2 separate regions of the Danio rerio genome follow, and region 1 is linked to region 2. A link is a contact called in public Hi-C data. All regions are on one chromosome and are shown on one strand. Each heading gives the region's core, a stretch centred on a gene start, on an enhancer-like site or on the middle of the called end of the contact. The rest is flanking DNA. Distances are from core to core; before and after follow the strand shown.

What was found. Hi-C and Micro-C count contacts between places; a contact is called where the count stands out from the background.
Region 1: a contact with region 2 is called in a Hi-C map of embryo, with 1.8 times the contacts expected there. The contact joins two enhancer-like sites.

What each region holds. Positions count from the first base shown.
Region 1 is chr9:49,218,511-49,223,536 of GRCz12tu, forward strand. No RefSeq gene overlaps it. Among named protein-coding and RNA genes, the nearest start is that of tns1b, 520 kb to the right of the region's middle. Within about 2 kb of position 1,666, at least 6 of the 62 cell types and tissues checked have an H3K27ac peak or open chromatin away from gene starts, as enhancers often do.
Region 2 is chr9:49,129,740-49,134,668 of GRCz12tu, forward strand. No RefSeq gene overlaps it. Among named protein-coding and RNA genes, the nearest start is that of igfbp5b, 480 kb to the left of the region's middle. Within about 2 kb of position 1,287, at least 4 of the 62 cell types and tissues checked have an H3K27ac peak or open chromatin away from gene starts, as enhancers often do.

The DNA of each region.
Region 1 (5,026 bases), core at 416-2,915, 89 kb after region 2:
TCTTTTATTAACTAGCATTCCTTTTCAGCTTACAAATGTCTCATTAAAACATCTACACACCCATAAAACTGATCTGAGAAAAAAAAATGAAGCCATTTACCACTAGGGGCGATATGAATGAAGCCGTGTGATTTATGTGGAGTTTATGGCATTAAACAGATCGCTCAGAAGCAGAGAATTATTACATTTCCGAAACAGTAATGATCTAAACGAAGTTCTGTTTACTGAAATCATGAGACCAAACCAAATTGATTCGGTTTTGATTCAAAACAAAAGATTCATCAAATTTTTTAAGCTTCTTTAAGCAGTGTTTCGAAAGCAGCCATGACTAACTCACACACCTCTCACTAGATGGCCTCTTAATTCCTCACTCTCATCTGGGTCATGGCACCAATGCAAACCCTTTAAACATACATGAATCACCTTGAGCGGGGAATCAATTTGGTTATTTTTTCATGAGCAGAATCACTGACCTCTAAGAAAATACTGAAAATTTCAGTCATATATTTGGAGAGAACTCCAGTCTGATATTAACAGCAGCACAGTATGTTTTAACCTTAAATTAATCAGAAACATTATTACAATCTGAATTAATATGTTTTATTATTATTATTATTATTAACACATATTAGTCTCTTTTTTGTTATTTGTTTACACTCACTGGCCACTGTATTAGGTACACCTGTCCAACTACTCGTTAACACAAATTTCGGTCCCACTTTATATTAAGTGTCCTTAACTACTATGTACTTACATCAAAAAATAAATACAATGTACTTACTGTGTTTATAATGTATTTGAGAACACTTTTGGTGCTTTTGAGTTGGGATAGAGGTTGGGTAATGGACAGGTTTGGTGGCATGGGTAAGTTTAAGGGTGGGTTACGGTGTAAGGGATGGACAACAGTGTTTTTACAAATGTAGTTACAAAAGTTAATTACAGATGTAGTTACATACTTGTATTTAGTCAAGCATAAGTACACAGTAAATACATGTATTTACACAATAAGTACATTGTAACAAACTATTAATTCTGGTGTAAGTACATATTAGTTAAGGCCACTTAATATAAAGTGGGACCCAAATTTCAAATTAGCCAATCACATGGCAGCAACTCAATTCATTTAAGCATGTGGACATGGTCAAGTTGATCTGCTGCAGTTCAAACTGAACATCGTTGAAAGTGGCATAGTTGTTGGTCTGAGTATTTCAGAAACACTTTTGTCTGTGACACCCCACGTTGTCGTTTGCCTAGAGCGCCGGTTAAGTTTGCGTCTGTACTGTTTACCAAAAAGTAGTTGATTGTATTTGCTAAAAAATGTAAGATAAGTAGTTGCAAACTATGTATACGGGCTAAATTAAAACAAAGAAATTATATGTAGTAATATTCAACTTGATTGTTTGATTTAATCCAACTCAGAGGGATTATTAGCAACCACTCACCTAAAAAATAATTGTAAATTAATCATTAAACCAATGAATATTTTTTTTTGTCATCATGCCAATTAAGCTCTTTTGAACTGAATTGAATAGAGAGAGAGAATGAGAGAGAAAGAAAGAGAGCGAGAAAATGTCCACCACCCCTCATGCCGAGACAGACATGAGCCAGACAATACAACTGTCCAAAACACGCAACACTTGCATTTGAGCCAAAACACACTGACATGGAGCCTTTGAAATGGAATGCATGCAAAGACAGGCAGCTCGGTCTTAGCTGTCTCTACTGGTCAGCACTAAACATATATCTCAGAGATGGACACCTGACCCATCCAGCCATCAGAGAATGATTAATGATGAGGGGCCCTTACCAAACCCCCTCCCCCTTCTGCCAATGGACACCCAACACCTGCAGATCAGTCCGGGGCAGTGACTGACACGAGACTCATGCTGTTTCATAAGCACGTGGGTCTGTTTACTGTACTTGTCCTGAATGTTTAATGTGTTGCTCCAGAGGGTGGAGGATACAAACCCAAGCCCACAAAATTAAAAGGAGGCCAAGAGTCAGTTATGCCCTTTCTCAAATTGTTGTCTCCAGGAAAGAATATTCGCCCCCAAAAAATGAATTATTGTAAATATATATAGAGAAAGTCAATAAATCGCTGAAAAAAAATCTAAACATTCAGTGTGATTCAGTGGAGGTGGAATTTTCCACAGAGGCACATGTTTAGGCCACTATAACTCCATTCCAAATCCTAGGGAACTACTTTGTAGTGCCTACATAGACAACTGCTTTAAATCAGTAGACCCTCGGTCACTTATTATGAGCATTTAACTTGATGAGAAACTATCATCCACCAAAATTAGCATTATTGCTACAGAAGTGACTCTGCATTTGACATTAGTGTGTTTGCTAACCAAACATTTGTGAAAGTTGTGATTTGACTTCAGAAATAATAGTATAAGGCAGCTTGACATCACACACACAAAAAAGATACTATAGTAATTTATAGTAAATTCCATAGTGTTTTAAAACCATACTTTAGTAGTATTATATTGTGTATATATTATAGTTACAACATCGTTAAAGGTCGCGTGAAGTGTTTTGAAATGTGCATTTTTATTCGATGTCTGATATAATTTCAACCAAAACACGAGGAGAGGGTGGGACATAATGATGCTCCTCCCCTTAAAAAAAAACAGCCATTAGTATTAGAGTTGGGCTGATAAACGATGTCATCGTCCATTGACAATGCAACAACACAATGCTGAGCTGGCATCGCCGATCCTCTGCCCTGCCCCCGTCGCAAACCCGCTCGCGAAAAATACACACTCAGGCCCCGTTTTCACTAATGCGTCTTTGTGTTAAAATGCCATTTTAAAATATTCCACATCCACACCGTTTTATTTACCTAGCATTTCTGAACAGCCCTCCGTTTGCTGAAAACGCACATCACATGATCACACACATAGACACAAGTGGTGCTCACTGCAGAGCCACAGACACACACACACAGCCACTCACTGTCATGCGCTCAAGTTTATCAATGATGTACCGCTGGTTCACGTCTCACTGTAGTTGTTCCCAAGTTTCCCGTAAGTTCCAGGAGTCACTATGCACCCCCCCCCCCCTCGCTTTTCACATGATGATGACCCATCAGATGATGATGATCCATCACATTAGACATTTTACATTTTACATTAGACATCGTACAATGCCAAATTGGTCGACATCGCCCAACCCTGATTAGCATTTTATCACAGCTCTGCCAGTGAGAGTGGTTGAGCTCAAGTGCATCTAATAAAAAGCAAATGAGAAGGGAGCGAGACATGTCAGATACTAGAGAGCATTTGATTGGTTATGATTTGATGAGAAATTGAAGTATGGGTTAACGTGAATAAAATTGTTGATCCTACTAGCTTTACATGCTTATCGGTTTTATATCTTCTAAATGCAGATTGTGTCACTGTTTTGGAGCACACTAGCTTAAAGATATCTTAAAAACAAACCATACTAACATTTAAAAATCTTAAGTCACAAGTGTGATTTCCAGGAGATTAGCATTTGTTTGCAGGCATACAGGAGTCTCTATTTTCGCTATTAGACTTTCTGACATGATCCCAACTAAAGCCAACATGTGGAAAAGATGCCCTCAAAAGCTAGTCCAACAAATGTTTTCTGATGGTCGACTGTTGGATTGGTGCATCACAGCCCACTAAGTTTTCAACCACTCCTGCATATGACAGACGGCTGAAGCCCTGGCTGCAAGTGTTAAGCTTTTCCTGTGGGAAAAAAAGCATTATTTCCTATGAGGCTGACCACTGGTCCACCTCCAAACTTTGCTGGAACACTGGGCCTCGAGGAATGAAATTGGTTTTCTTGGGATAAAAGGTATCTCTGTGTATTTGTTAATTTTAATTTAAATAACAAAAAGAAAAAAAAATAACTTAACCTTGGCTTTGGGCATATTTGACCCAATGTTGGTATATGGTTAACCCATCATTTTTAAAATACATTCATTAACACATTTTCTTCAACACATTTAGAAAAAGTATTTGTTCTGCATCTAGTATCACCTGTGGTGACCCTCTCAATATTTCCATATCTATAATATATAGTTTTGTAGTATATTTTCTGACGTAAACCCGACTAGAGCAAACGTGGGGAAAAATGCCCTCAAAAACTAGTACAACAGATGTTTTCTAATGGTCAACTGTTGGATTGGTACATCATAGCCCACTGGGTATTCAACCATTTCTGCACATGAGTGACAGCTGAAACCCTGGTTGCAAATGTTAAGCTTTTCCTGTGGAAGAAAAAAAAAAATCATCATTTCCTGACCACTTGTCCACCTGCAACTCTGCAGGGACACTGGGCCTCTTCTGAGATTAGTGTGTGTGTGTGTGTGTATATATATATATATATATATATATATATATATATATATATATATATATATATATATATATATATATATATATATATATATATGTGTGTGTGTGTGTGTGTGTATGTGTATACATATATATATATATATATATATATATATGTGTGTGTGTGTGTGTGTGTGTGTGTGTGTGTGTGTGTGTGTGTGTGTGTGTGTGTGTGACCCAGTGTTGGGTTTTGGTCAACCTAGCATTTTAGACTACATTAATTAACAAATTTTCTTCAAAAACACATTAAAAAAAAAATACAATTGAAGAGTTTGAAGAGAGTGAAACAAAAAATGCCCTCTGAAATTTTCCTCTTAATTGGGCATTTTTATCAGGCTCCTGCATGTTCTTTAATATCACTTTTACGGCAAAGAATAAGTCCCTTTTCCTATTCTTTAAAGTGAATTATTCATTTTTTAAGGAAATTTCAGATGGCACTTAGAGATTTTTGCATCTGAACTCTACAATTTTACATTTGACTGAGTATTTGTTTAGCATCTAATATCACCTATGGCAAGGGTTCTCAAACTTTCCAACCTGCGATCCCCAAAGTAACAATGCCAGCGATCTCTACTTCTCAGAGGTGGTTATAAACATACAAATGTTGCACACACAACAGTAGACCTATATAATATATAACAGACCTAAACACAAGC
Region 2 (4,929 bases), core at 37-2,536:
TGGCATACCGTTCACCGTAAGCGCTTCACCCAGTATATATAAGTCCTATTAGCATACTTCGGCACGCTATTGGTCAGCTGGTAAGCTTGCAAAGGAACCATAGCATTTGTTTTCAAGACAAAATGCAGCCATATGTACTTCTGGCTCATAATTCCAGATCTCCAGAAAAATATAAAGGGCAAGGCAAGGCAAACTTTATTTATAGAGCACAATTTTATACAACCATAGTTGATCCAAATTGCTTTACAATGAGAAAAAATATTTAAGAAAATAAAAATAAAAAAATAAAAATGTAAGAAAAGGAAATATATATGTAATACTAAAATACAGTATAGAAATTACATGTATGAGTCACTCAAAGGCAAGGGAGTAAGAATACGTCTTCAAGTTAGATGTAAAAGTATCCAAGGATGGAGAAATCCTAGTGTTCAACAGGAGACTGTTCCAGAGCCTTGGGGCCGCAACACAAAAAGCTCAATCACCTTTTGATTTGCAGCGAGACTGAGTGATTGACAAAAGAAACTGATCATGGGACCCTAATGGGCTACGTTTTTCGTTTTTTTAAAGTGAGCCTATGTCGCACAAAACAGAGAAACAAATTAAAACTAACATGAATTATGCTTTTACTAGATTTAACTACCCAATATCTAAGAAGACTTTGAAGCAATTTTATTTTTTATTTTATTTTTTTTGTGGTGTTTTGTCCATTTGTTGTTGCAAAGAGTCTATATATGTGAAGATTATGACAGATAACACTGATTAAAAAAAATGATTTGCAACTATAGGGTGAGTAAATAATTGTACATTTTTGGTTGAACTATTTCCTTCATTTCCGAGACTTCAACACACCTGGATGATATTAACATGTAAAAAAAAAAGGGGGATGGAAATGCACACACAATAAAGTAAGACAATCATTCAGCAAAAGTGGAATTCGATCAGAATCTATCTATCTGTCTTTGATGGACAGTGTTTGAGGAAAATAACAGTGCTTTAAATTCGAGATGTATTTTCAGCCATCTGTAAATGTAAATCAGGCATGTGGTTGACATCCAAATCCAGACGGCAGCATGAGGAAGGCTGCACCCTGCAATAAAATCAAATCCTGACATAGATTCTCTAGGAACGAAGAGAGAAAGAGAGAGAGAGAGAGAGAGAGAGAGAGAGAGAGAGAGAGAGAGAGAGAGAGAGATTCCTAAAAAGTACCTTTGTGCCTTTCGGAGACCCCATGTGTGTGTCAGACTAACCCAGTCTAGAAATGTGGGGGAAGGATGGTTACAGACTGTGATGGAGACAGATCTGTCTGCTCACAGCCCGCCTGCAGGATTAGTTTTAAGAAGGAGGTGGAGGGTGGAAGTGGGCAGAGTGGCCTGGCGCAAAGATGCTTCCTTCGTGAGCGGCCAACAGAACGGCCTCTGTGGCTGCTGTGGCATTGCCGAAATGTCTTCTCAGACCAAAGGCAGCAGCCGACTAAATTATCCAAAACATGTTTCACTGGGAGCGTTTTGTCTTTTGCCGGAGTTCCCAGGAATAAGAGCACTATTCAAATATTTGATGCTGTCGAGATATGCGTGTCGCAATAACCTTGAAGACACCTGACTAGTAAATCTAGAGAGATGAATGCATTCCTGGGCTTGCTTTATGAGCTTGTCAGAAAAGAGCTGGGCACTGATAATTCACATTGTAATTCATGATAGATATACACACACACACACACACACACACACACACACACACACACACACACATATATATATATATATATATATATATATATATATATATATATATATATATATATATATATATATATATATATATATACTCTATACGGCCACTTTATTAGGTACACCTACCGGGTTTGACCCCCTTTTGCCTTCAGAGCTGCCTTTAATGTAATAAATTCAACAAGGTACTGGAAATATTCCTCAAAGATTTTGGTCCATATTGACATTTGGTCCATATTGACAGAATACATAATAGAATCACGCAGCTGCTGCAGATTTGTCAGCTGCACATCCATGACGCGAATCTCCTGTTCCACCACATCACAAAGGTGCTCTATTGGATTGAGTCAGGTGACTGTGGAGGCCGCTTGAGTACAGTGAACTGGTTGTCATGTTCAAGAAACTAGTCTGAGATGATTCGCACTTTATGACATGGCACGTTATCCTGTTGGAAGTAGCCATCAGAAGATGGGTACACTGTGGTCATAAAGGGATTTTTTTCGGACCATTCTCTGTAAACCCTAGAGATGGTGATGCGTGACAATCCCAGTAAATGAGCAATTTCTGAATTACACAGACCACCCCGTCTGACACCAACAACCATGTCACGAAGTTGGACCATGCAGTTGGACATGTTTGCCTAATAAAATGGTGTGTGTGTGTGTGTGTGTGTGTGTGTGTATATTTATAAACTGTATTTATATACGGCTTGAATTCAGTCAAAATGGCATTTTAATTCGGGATAAAAAAGCAAACATTTCTCAGTACTGGGAATATGGCAACTTTGTCAAATGTTTTACACAGTGGATGCTCTTTCAGCTGCATCCACTGTGTAAAACATTTGGCATAGTAGTTGGTGGTTCATTCCACTGTGGCGATTGCTGATAAATCAATTCAAAGGTGGCACTTTTGACAAACCTAATCCATGAATCTGGTTTGATTTTTGAAATTAATCAGCTGTTTTGAATTAATCACTGGAATAATTTATACTTACGTTTAATAAAATTCCCTTTAAAAAGAAGAAGTTTGAGATCTTAAAAAGCATACACAGCGGCCTCTGGTGGATTCATGAAAAAAAGGCAAAAAACGTAGCTCCTGGGATGTATTTGGCGCTCTCCAGAAATGTATATATGGGTACATTATCAGAATGAGCCTGGGTTGAATCAATTATATAAATTGATAGTCTTACTGCTTCTGTTTTGAACAAACAATATTTACTGAATTGATGACTAATAATACCACTCTAATTTAAAACCCTCATTATTTTGAAGCTTGTTGAAAAACAACTTTATTGCTATCTTATGTAATGTAGCTGCAATTTAATTCAAAAAAAGAAAGAAATCCCTTCATTAAATAGCTCCATTCCGGCTACTGTTAAAAGGGCAGCGTGACTGTAGTTTAACCAGTTTAAATTATGAGTGGTTTGAAGCTCGGGAAGGTACGGTTTCAAAGCAGCTTCCCCAACAGCGAAACCAAAAGCCTTGATTGGTGTCATTTACTGCCCTCTGTGCCTCTGACCAATGGGCTTGAATTATCAGCGGTCTGTGCCCAGCTGGCAGCTCTGTATCTTTCCTCTATACTCCAGAGATTCTGTTCATTAAACAAACCCTGGGAGGGGGCAGCCGCATGGCTCTGCATTAGCTGCTTTGTTCATTGGAAAAACCACCTGGATTGTGTTTTCGCAGGCTATATATAGTCTCACCTCTAAATGTGAACCACCTGTGCTGGACTAAGACGAAATTTCCCAAAGCTGGCTGAGAGATGTGGCAGCAGAGATGGCAACACATGCAGCAAGTTTGGTCAAATGGTAGTTTTAAATGAACTTCATTGAGCAGTAGTGGGAAATCACATTTTAGCTGGACATGACAAGAATGACGCCTAGTTTTTTTTCTTGTAAAGTGTGTTTGTTTGAATCTGTATTATTTATTTTTCAAAAAATGGTAACACTTAATAAGTAGACACTATGAATCATTTATTAAGCATTAGCAAATAGTTAATTCATCATTTGTTAAGAATATGCTCTACAAAAATAGATGGTAGTAGGCAGTTTATGAATACAGCTACAAATGCAATATTCTTGACTTATAAGCACATGTACAATGCGCTTCATGATTGTGTTGTCATACGTGGTTAAAGAATATTTTTTCATTACCAAATTAATAATTGAAAAATTAAGCATTAAATATAAAAGTTAGGGTCTGTCATGGTATGGGGATGTGTTAGTGCCCTTGCCAAAAGTAACTTGCACTTCTGTGATGGCGCCATTAATACTATAAAATTACGTTGAGATTTTGGAGCACAATAAGGTGCCTTCATTTCCAGAGACGCCCATGCATATTTCAACAAGACAATGCAAAACCACATTCTGCACACGTTACAGATTCCTGGCTGTGGAGGAAAAGGATACAGTTATTTGACTGGGCTGCCTGCAGTCCCGACCTCTCTCCAACAGAGTATCTGTGGCGCATTTTGAAGTGAGCCACCTAGTTTGCAGGAAGAATATGATTAAATTACACCTGAAACACTTAATCACTTAGTGTCTTCAGTCCCTAAATGTTAAAAAAAAGCGTGTTCTTAAACCCCACCCCTAACACAGACTCATTCTAAAAACGTACGTCTACATTTCTGCCGATCGCGAATTATTTAGCCAGAGGAACGCATGACTGTAATAATCAGGCTTTCAAGAGTTCGCCATTGCCAATGATTGATTATGAAGCATGTTTGGTGTGCTATCCCATGAGAGAGCCCTGAGCTTGTGAGATCCTCGAGCCCGGGGCTCCCTCCCATTGCAGGGCGAGAGGGGAGTCTGATCTCAGGCAGTCTCGTGAACTCGCCTGCTAAGATTTTATGCTGAATTCTTAGCTTGCCTAAAATGACAATTTACTTGGTCAATTTATTTATGTTACATGTTTAGGTCTGTGGGAGGAAACCGGAGTGCCCGGAGAAAATCCATGCAAACATGGGGAGAACATGCAAACTTCACAGAGAAATGCGGATTTGGCCAGGTAAGGTCTGAGCCAGTGGCGTTCTTGCTGTGAGGCAATGATGCTAATCATTAGCCTCTGTGATGCCCTGATAAGGAAAAGGGGTGGAAGGGGGGTTCTTTAAGACGAAGATGACTAAGGTAATATGCTATGGTTATTTATAATGATTTATAAATCGTCTAATTGGTGGATCGTGCGTTAGCTAACGAGGAACAGCT